2 separate regions of the Cricetulus griseus genome follow, and region 1 is linked to region 2. Evidence: chromatin contacts called from public Micro-C data. All regions are on one chromosome and are shown on one strand. Each heading gives the region's core, a stretch centred on a gene start, on an enhancer-like site or on the middle of the called end of the contact. The rest is flanking DNA. Distances are from core to core; before and after follow the strand shown. Region 1 overlaps Tspan9 (tetraspanin-9). Region 2 holds the start of Tspan9 (tetraspanin-9).

Region 1 (5,238 bases), core at 1,531-4,030, 180 kb before region 2:
GCTTACACTTTCACACACACTCTCATACTCACACACACTCATACATGCACTCTCACACACTTACACACTCTCTCTCACACACACACACACACTCGACCAATGCAAGCACAGATGAAATAAGACGAAGTGTGGATATAAATACAGATGCAGAAAATGTTCAGAAAAAGGGTACATCAAGTTAAAAGGCCTCCAGTTGGGACAAAGCCTGTCTGCCAAGCAAGTGTTAGCTGCTATGTGGCTGTCACAGAATGGCTAGGGTGACATGTGTCAGAACAGAAAAGAGGCAATGCAGCCAGGGGACAGACAGAACAGGACCTGGAAGGTGGGAGAACTCAGGTGTTCTGCCCCAGGGCGGAGTGTGCCATGATCCAACAGATGTTTTTGACAATCATGACAGCGACTGTTCCCAGAAGAGGCCACTGAGGGCAAGAGACAGCTAGCGCATGCAAGGACCTCTACAATGACTTGGGGAGAGCTGGTGGCCATAGGCCAGGTGACTATGCAGGACAATGAGACATAGTCCAATGGGAGGTCGGCAGTGTTGAAAGTGAGCTGGGCTTAAGGACTGAAAAGAATTCTGATAAGTGGGAAAACAGAAAGGTGGCCCAGACTATACACACACACACACACACACACACACACACACACACACACACACACACACACGCATGCACGCACACACGCATGCACGCACGCATGCCCACAAGTGCACACACACGCTATTACTAAGCCATAAATGATTCAAGGATCTGTAGGTGACCAGAGCTAGCTTTTGCACCAGAGCGACCTCAAGTAAGGCCCAGGTCAAGGATCCTAGGATTCTGGCCTTCACAGACCCATAGTCACCCTCAGAGCTTTGTAGAGAGAAGGGGTGCATGCCAGTACCCCATGTGACCACTAGGTGGTGCTGGTGTCTGGTTCAGAAGCTTGTTGAGTTGGCCTGCTATGCCCTAAACTTGCATCCAGCCTGTGACCCTGACTTTCTTCAATCAGGGTCAGTTTTCTGTGCTGCCGTCTCAATTTTTCTTTCATTAATCATACCCTGGAAAATTCATGATTTTGATCCAAAGATTTATGGCTCTAGAAATAGGACCCTGGAATGAGTAACAGAAAACCCTCCAGGGCAGGTATTTGTTTCAGATGGAGGAACCTGGCCTGGGGACGCCTGGGGCTGCAAGATGCCCCCACCTCCCTGCTGCTGCAGGCCTCCATGGTCCTTATGCCCCAGGCCTGGAATCCTCAAGGCAGAGCCCTCTCCATCCTACTCATTGGGAGCAGGACTGCTAAGGTCACTTCTATTCTTGGGGAGCTCCTATGGTGACCAGGAGTATTTGTGGTGTCCGGGAGCATTTTCCAGGGAAACCTCAGCAGTTCAGAGCTTCCCAGGACCATGTTTCTCCCGACTGGTTCTCTGACTTCACAACCGATGTCCTTTAATACCGTCTTTAAGAGTCACAGATGTCAGCCCAGGGGCTTTCTTCCACCCAGAGGATAAAAGCTGAACCCCACACTCGAATTTCGTCTTACATCCCACCGAGATCCCACCAGGCTGAGATCCAGGCAGTCCCAGAACATCAGCACCTGAGCCTGCCTCCTGGCCAGTCTCCTCCCAAAGCGCCCCCATACCCATTCCCCACCTCTCACCAGGCCCCCACACCTAGTTCTCAGGCAACATGCTGTACCACAGGGTGTGAACAGTGTGACCCATGTCCTGGGGTCTCCTGTTGACATGGACATTCCACCAGTGACTACAGAGGACTCAGCCCCACCTGAGGCTCTAGGCAAGGAGAAAACAAAGACTGGGGCTTCATCTTACAGCTAATGACACTGAGAGAGACATGACAGACACTGGATAAGGCCCCATCCTCTGGATTCCAGGGCTGCTCCTTTTGTTTCTGCTACTCCCGGTCTCCTAAGACATCCTGCCTCAGCCCCCACCCATACTAGACTCCTCCTCTGTCTAGGCCACCCTATAGAAAGCTGCCTGGATCCCTTTTCCAAAATGCCTCTTTCCTCACATGGGTCTGTGTGTCCTTAAGATTCTGTAGCTCTCTGAGGCAAGATTCACTTTAACTGTGTGGTTCAGACTGGACACTGCTCTGCTCACTTCTAGCCCCGGCCTAGCCAAGCTTTGAGATGATGCCTTCACCCACTAGACCAGTGAATCTCAGGTAGGAGAGGTCATGCTCGCTGGGGACATTAGACTCTTCAGTGGGAGAGGACAGAGGAAATGCTCTCGGCATGTAAAGCACAGAGGCCAAGCTACAGTGCTCAGGACAGGCCACCACAAGGAACTATTTAGCCCCTGACAGCAAAGGGGCTGGGAAACCCTGTCTTGAGCAAGGCCAGGTACCAGTTAGCTCCTTAAGAACATTTGCACTACAGAGAGCTCCTGTTCTCCCTGCTGACCCGGAAAAGGATGGGGAAATGGGACATATTTTCTGGGAGGCTTCAAGCTGGGCAGAAGCAGGTCAGAGCTCAGATCTAGCAGATGGCTGTGGGCAAGAGAGAGGGGGTGACTGAAGACACAGGTTTACTGTAGAGCTGCAGAACAATGCCTTTCCTGGGTGGGTAGGAGGACATGAAGACAGGAAACCAGCTCTAAAGTCAGAGCAGTGTCATGGCCAGGGTGAGGCAGTGGAAGGGCAGGGAACCACCCCCATCCCCGTGGTGGGAACCATTCAGGAAGCATAAGGCCTTGGTGGCCTAGCCAAAGCTGGGTGCCAGAGAGCTTAGTAAGTGGCATTCAAGAAAATTCCCTTCTAAAACCAGAGGGTTGTCTCAGCTGAGATGACCGAGCTACCGTAGAGCCCAAGGCTGAAGAATCTGGGGTGAGGCAGAGTGACTCAGGGGCCTGAGGACCCAGCCAATTCAAGCACCAACCAAGGAAGGTCATCAGCCCCCTCATGTGGTCCAGGCCTGATTGGAACCTATTTCCAAGCAAGTGCCTAAGTTCCAAGCTCCCTCTGTAGCTCCCTCAACCAAGAGCCTTTCATGAGTTTCATTCAGAGCAGCCAAGAAACCTACATAGGAAATTGATAACACAAACCTCTACCCTAATGTCCGCACACAACCCATCAAGGCTGGGACTTAGGTCTGTTTTGTTCATGACATATCTTCAAGGCCTAGAATAGCACCCCATCCCTGTCCACGCACTGGGACCACTTTTCTAGGGCCATTTTACCTGGACCTTGTCCCAGTCCTGCAGAAGGAAAGGCACAGGCCCGAAAGCATAGGGGACATGAGTCCATGGCTGTCTTGGGCACTCTCATGTCCCAGGAGCTCACCCAGCACATTGTCTGGCAGGTAAACTGAGACCCAGGCAGCATGTGACCACACCAAAATAGCCCTGCAACCAAATTCCCCACACTGTTAGTAATAATTGGCCTAACATATCCAGGCCATAGCTCCTACACAGTGGGTGGGGCTCATGCTGATGGATCAGGCTGATACACATTTCTGCCCCCAGGGAGGACATTCACACAGTCATCCCATTTCTCCTGGCCATGGCTTCTCCAAATTCACCTCACTCTGGGCCTTCTATCCCCATCCAGTCTGGCACAGGGGCAGACGCCATCCACTTCCCCTCCACCTGTATCCAGCCTTTCACAAGGGAAGATGAGAGCCCCCTCAGGGTGGACTAAACCTGAGCAGTCCCAAGGGCAGGCTAGCACCCAACCAGGCTTCTGCCACCAAAACCACAGCTCTTTTCAGGCACTAGATTCATGGTCTTCTATTGTTCTTCTGACAGAGGGTCCAGAAAATGCTTTGAATACCAAATGTTTCTTCAGCAACCTAAGGGGCAGGTAAGTGACTGGGTGGATGGGTAGGTGGGAGGCCCGAGCAGGCCACAGCCCATAAGAGGAGTGTGTGTGTGTGTGTGTGTGTGTGTGTGTGTGTGTGTGTGTGTGGTGTGTGTGTGTGTGTGTGTGTGGCAGGTGAGTGACTGGATGCGCGTGCACGCGCGCGTGCACACACACACACACTCACACACACACACACACACACACACACATACACACACACACACACATTCCCATTCAAAAAAGAAGCTCCCCACACACCCTGTCCTCTCCACTCCTAGAAGCCCCAGTGCCCCTCAGCGACTCCTAACCTGGTGGGAGTGTGCTCGCTTGCCCCAGCCTAGCACAGCCCTGTACACCACTGGCCTTTTAAACTCCATTGCCTCCTACTCCTGAAGAGAGCTGCCCCAGACATGGGCTCTAGAGCAGATGCCGCCAGTGGCCCCACAGAAGGCATCAGAACATAAGGGCTCACAGCTTCCCCAGTGCTTTCTACGAGCTGGGGCCAGACCCAAGTCATAATGGCATTTAATAAATTAGCAGATATGGCAAATAAGAGACAATCAAAGTGGTTTTAATTGCACAGCCTGACACATTGGCTCCTTTAGGAGCCTGCCTGGCCCTGAGAGATGCCAACCTGCTAAGAACTTTGCAGTGGGAACAGAGAGGAGCCACCAGGGTGGAAGAGTGGCTGCTACTTTGTATTGCAAACAGCCCTCTTCCCTCCCTCCAAGGGCTCTGCAGCTCCTTCATTCTCAAAGCCATAAAGAGAGACAGACGGGGCTGGTGGCTGGTGTTGAGGGGAGCCGAGGAGCACGCTTCCAATTCCATACCCAGAGAAAAGAGAGGACAAAGTCAGAGACTTCTGCCAAAGTCACCCAGCCGGCGGGAGGATGGTTGGCTGTGGTGGCTTGGTAGGACCAGAAGGCAAGGTCCCTCCCTGGATCTGAGTGTCTGCCTGCAGCGCACATTCCTGTCCCCCCACCTAACTCCAGGGAAGGAGTCATTAACTTCCCTGTGGCCATGCATCAGTCCTCATTTCTAAGAAGCTCACCAGGAACAAGTGTGACAGGCCTTTAAATATTTGAACGTGTGTACTTAGCGATGCTCTCTCCCGAGTCTCCTCCTGGCCTAGGAAAGGGCTTTTACATCTTTCACCTCTGAGTCACCCTCAGATGCTCATCTGTCTCACAGTGAAAGTCACCCTAACCAGGGGGAACCAGCACAGAGACAAAGATACCTCTCCCCCACTCCGCCCCCTAGTCCCCCACCCCTCCACCCCTCCCTCAGAGCTCCACACTTCTCATAACCCAGCCTAAGTCCCATTGGTTTGCCTGGTAGCCACAGCAGCTCTACCTCATGTTGAGTGTGTGCAGAATTTCAAGCTGAACAGAATGGTTTCTTGGGCATTCTTCATTGGATGCTGTTTTTTCTC
Region 2 (5,209 bases), core at 640-3,139:
GGGCAGTAACCTGTCCGATGCTTCACACATGGTTGAGGGGAGGGAACAGACGGGCTCAGTACAGATGGAGACAGACAGATGCACAGAGAAGCTTCCAGATCAAACTCTACTTCTTTCTCAACGAGTTTTGTAACATTAAAGATAGTTTATTCTAGTGCCATCCCCCTAACCAATAAGGTGGGTAATAGTAACATCCCAAAGACATGTGCAGATCAATAAAAGTACATCCTACCTCTGTGCAGCAAATGAATTTGGCTGACTATAACTTACTATAAGAACACTAGTTATTGGTATTAATATTACATCTGTTCACGGATTTAAAGAGTCCCCCCAAAGAAGACCAAAACAAAACAAAAACAAAAAACAAAAAACGAAAAAACAAAAACCACTTCATTGGGAAGCACTCCAGTTGTTGAGGACCTTGTGCACAGTAGGTCTTCAATGAGTTAGAAGAACCGAGTAATACGTAGAGTTGTATTCTCCAATGTCCTTCCCTTTCTCACCCCAGCCATGGACTCAACCACATCAGGCGCCAGGACCAGGCTGCTATAGGAAGTGTTGTGATTGTCTGACTCCCGCCTGCATTCCTCAGCTAAATATAAATGATTTGTCCAGTCCATTGTTTGAGATGCTTCACGATCCCTCTCCTATCTCCCCATATCTCCCAGTAGCAAACACACACACACACACACACACACACACACACACACACACACACCCTTCCTGGAGGCTGTTTTGAGTAGATGGGGAGCGAACAGGTAAGTAGAGATCAAAGCAAGAGTTCTTTTGGCTCTCCACTAGTCCAGGAAAGCTTCCTGGAGGAGGAAATGCCTGAATCACCCCAGGGGAGGGGGCAGATGCAGGTCAAAAAGGCAAATTAAGTTCTCTGAACCAAGAAAGTCAAACTGCTGAGTTCTCACCTAGACATTGAGAGTGCCAAGACTAGCCTAGCCTTGACAAGAGCTCATTACCCCAGAAACAAACTTCTCCAGACTTTGACAGTCATCTGGAGAAAGATGCTTTAGACCATCATCCTTCACCACAGACAGAAGCGCGACCCAGCACTACCTAGTCCAGGATGCACAATTACAATTGCCGCTGTCAAAAGCTGTTGCTTGTTTGGACTTTCTTTTTTTCTTTTTTTTTTTCCAACCACATGAAAGTTTTTTTAAAGGCCCAAACTTGCGCGCACAGATGGGCTACATCTCAGATCTAGGGGTGTGCCAAAGCCTTGTCACTCTGAGTGCCTCTCGGCCAGCAGTAGCCCGAGGAATGCCTGGGGGCTCCAGCGGGTCTGTGGGCAGGCCAGACCGTCGTATCTGCGGCCCTGGGCGAACCGTCTCCGGCCGGTCTGCCGGATCCCCGACGGTTCGGGGAGTGGGGGAGGAGAGGGGGGTCTCCCTTCCTGTGGCATCCTACGGTCTCCATCCCTGGGCCGGGGCGTGAGGCGGCAGCGGTCCACCGTTCTGCAGTCCCGCATTCCTGAGCCCTCGCGGGACCCGCAGCAGAGCCCGGGGGGCGCAGTGACAGGCCCCTCACGCCCCGGCCCCTTCCAGCCCCTCCTCCGCCTCCGCCCCCCCTCCCCCCCCCCCTACCCCCCGAGAGCTCCGCCTCCCTGGGCACCCCCAGACACCCACCCTTCGGGGAACCCGACCGAGGCCCAGCCCGGCCTGCCCCGCGCGCCGCTCACCGAGCCGAACCCCCGCAACTTCGCGCCCTCTGGAGCCCCGAGTCGCGGGCACGCCCCGGCCGCACTCACCGCGCTTGGACTCGGTGTGGCGCCCCGGCTCCGCTCCCTCCCGCACCGCCGCGGCCAGCGGAAACGGGGGGCGGGGCCGGCAGGCGGAGGGGGCGGGACCTTCACCGGGCTGCGGGGCGGGGTCTGAATGCTCGAGGGCGGGGCTGGGAAGGGGCCGGGTGGGAGAGGCGGAGAGGACTAGGGAAGGCCGGCGGTTTGCGCCGCGGGAGGACTCGGCTGCCAGAGGCAAGGCAGAGCCCGGCTGAGCGAGGCAAAGGGCCGCACGGGAGCCCCCCTCCACTCCACTCCACTCCGGCCATTTACCCCGCGTGAGCGCGGGAGGGAGGACTGTGCCGCTTCCCCATCGGCGTTCCCGAAGCCTCCCTCTGCACCCTGATTCCCGGCTCGCCCGTTCCCCCAAGGTGGCACTACTGTGCCTGTTGCCTGCCACGATCCGGCCTGGCCGCGCCCTCCCGGGGTTGGGCGGAGGGAGGGAGGGGAGGGGAGGGCAGGGCCCAAAAGGTGGCGCTCCTGGGCTGGGCGCCCACACACGCTACCCCAAGGCTGCCGGACCGTGGTCTCAGCTTTCTAGCTCGTGCCGGCTTGTCTGGCCTCATCACCCCCACCCCACACCTAAGAAATTCTTGCTTGGTATTTCGGGAGAACTATTTAAGGTGTTGACAAGTGAGCTAGATACTGCCCTGAGATACTCTATTAGAGGAGCCGCTGCCTCCTCTTGAGCTAGAGCCTCCAAGTGTTAGCAAAGGGCACTGGGGCCGGGAGGGGCCAAGCTGAAGCGGGAGATACTAGTTTGACATCTCGGGCTTACCTTCCTGCAGGCACAGATTCATGCAACACCTAGTCTAAACCTGTTCCCGAAGTGGCCACTGAAACCTTCACCTCTCTTTGCCCTTATTGTCATAGAAAGTGTTTTGTCCTCATTAGTGCCCTGAAATATCAGAAGAAAAAAGTATTTTATTTATTTATTTATTTATTTTTGAGACAGATCTCACTGTGTAGCTCTGATGGACCTGGAACCAGGCTGTCCAGGACTTCCCTGTGTGGACCACCCACACTGTTCTACAACTCAGAGACTCTCCTGCCTCTGACTCCTGAGTGCACAGATTAAAGGCATCCCACCATGCTCAGCAGAAGATATACTAGGACTGCAGGGACAGGCCAGCCCATCCAGCTTGAGACAAAGTGTTTAAACTGCAAGGATCTCCCTTGCATTCCCCTAACTGCTTGGCAGTTTCCACTAATCTCCTGGGCTACCTCCCTTAGTCTTGTTTGTTTCAGTTAGATTCAACCCCTAATCCAGCCCCCAGGGGTTCTCATTTCTCAGCCTGAGAAACAGTCTCCTCTCTTCCTTCAAAACCTCATTCAAACCAAGTGGTGGTGGTGGTGCTCTCCTTTAATCCCAGCAGTTGGGAGGCAGAGGCAGGTGGATCTCAGTGAGTTTGAGACCAGCCTGGTCTACAAAGTGAGTTCCAGGACACGAGGACTGTTAAACAGAGAACCCCTGTCTCAAAAAACAATCCCTCCCAATTCCCTCCCCCCCCAAAAAAAAACACTCATTCAAGACCAACCCCTGGCATAAAGTGTTGCCAGCTGACCCCACCAATATTCCAACCACGACTGAGGGGGTCAGTTCTGTCTGCTGTGTAGAAGAGGAGGTAGAGAGAAGAGGGGGCCTGATAGTGATAGCTACTGGTAGGATCAGACAAAGCAGCCGGGTGAGGTAACAAACTCCTGGTTTTAGAGCCACGCAGATGTGTGTGATCCTGCCTGCCTCTTTTGGGTGGAGGCAGCTCTAGGCCACAGGTTCCTCAGAAAGGAAAGGGGTCCCACCAACAGCACTCCAGCTCACATAGATGAGAGGGATCTAAGGTAATGAAGATGGATTCCGGTGAGTGCTAGTTTCCTCCCCTCCTCTCGATTTAAACGAACATGGACAGATCTGAAATCTTGGAATTATGGAGAATCTTTCGGTATCTCACCTCTGCAGGAACCCAGGCTGTCCATCCCACTTTGGCACACCCAGAGATGGGGGTGCTGAGATCTGGCAGGATTCATGACTGCAGGAAAAGGCTGCTGGAAAAGCTGGAGAGAAGAAGGGATTATTCAGCAAAAGGAACCAAGGTGACTTATGATCTATGTGATGAACACACCGATCAGGAGGAAAACTCAAATAAACCTAATGATGTGGCCAGAGGCTTTTGGAGAAAGAACTCCAGAAAGCATGAGGTAGCAGGCTTCTGAAGAATCCCATTGCACTCAAGAAAAACACTAAAAGGATAACTGTATTATTGAGCAAGCTACAGATGAAGTTCCTCCAAGTTTGGAGGACATCTCCCATTTACTCCTCTTGTCCTGGCATGGTTATTAATCACCCCACTTTTGCTCTCAGGATGCCCTAATTTGCACAATAAATTATATGCCACTTTAACTATGACCACAGGCAATACTCAAAACAGCTCCTTCCTTCCAGTCCCAAATGCCAGCATTGTTTCTGGCCTTTCTGTGAAACTCCCAGGGTTTCACAAGAGAGTATGGTAGTTTATCCCCCTTGAAATTACCATATCAAATCAAAAATGATAATAAGCAAAAAGGAAACTTCCAGCCAGCCACCCCAAGTCAAGCTTCTTCGGGGGCAGTGACTGCTGGATGGTGCCACCTCATGGGAAGAATTGGTCCTGCACAGGACCTGAGTTTCCAGTATGCTTGTGACAGCTGATATCTACCAAGCGCTTGCACACCACAGACTCCACTCTCCCATCATCCCATCACTCTATAGAAAAGGAGTTAGAGGAGAGAAGGCCAGGGAATCCATCCCAAGCCATTCAAATGGCATCAAAGACTAAGCTAGGAGGCTAGGGAGATGACTTGATTGATAGAATTTTTACTATGAAAGCATGAGGACCTGAGTTAGGATACCAGCACCCACTTAAAACTTGGTAATCCCCCAGTACAGAGGAGGGTACTGGGGGCTCCCTAGACAGTAAAGCAAGATCCAAAACTAACTCAATAAGATGGAAAAGACTAAGGAAAGACATCAGCACTGACCTCTATGCAGCTCATGCTCTCTCTGTGTCTCTGTCTCTGTCTCTGTCTCTGTCTCTCTCTGTCTCTGTCTCTCTCTCTCTCTCTCTCTCTCTCTCTCTCTCTCTCACACACACACACACACACACACACACACACACACACACGACTGGGATATAATCCCAGCTTGTCTGCTTGGCCTATACACTTAACAGCTAGTTCACCTAGTGTTTAATGGGCATTCCCCACCACCCCTTGTAGTTCTGGGGTACAACCCAGAGCCACAAACATGTTAAACAAATGCTCTACCACTAAGCCACATCCCCAGCCCTGCATCTGTAACTTTAAAGAAGCACCTCCCAGAGTGAAGGCTGGAGCAGCCACTTCCACGGCATTTACTTGTGCTGTTGGTAGAGCAGATACCAGTCA

The links. A called contact is a pair of places that touch in the nucleus more often than the background predicts.
Region 1: a Micro-C map of the CHO-K1 cell line shows a contact between it and region 2, with 2.5 times the contacts expected there. The contact joins the enhancer-like site here to the promoter of Tspan9 in region 2. A contact is called at or near these places in 4 of 8 Hi-C or Micro-C datasets (the CHO-K1 cell line, fibroblasts and liver).

The regions. Positions count from the first base shown.
Region 1 is chr8:18,444,488-18,449,725 of CriGri-PICRH-1.0, reverse strand. All of the region lies in intron 3 of Tspan9 (tetraspanin-9), which reads right to left. Among named protein-coding and RNA genes, the nearest start is that of Tspan11, 65 kb to the left of the region's middle. Within about 2 kb of position 2,780, at least 2 of the 6 cell types and tissues checked have open chromatin away from gene starts, as enhancers often do. A contact at or near this core is called in the CHO-K1 cell line and fibroblasts, where this site is marked.
Region 2 is chr8:18,263,042-18,268,250 of CriGri-PICRH-1.0, reverse strand. It overlaps Tspan9 (tetraspanin-9), which reads right to left and starts at 1,889. Exons shown (of 9, transcript XM_027428363.2): 1 at 1,760-1,889.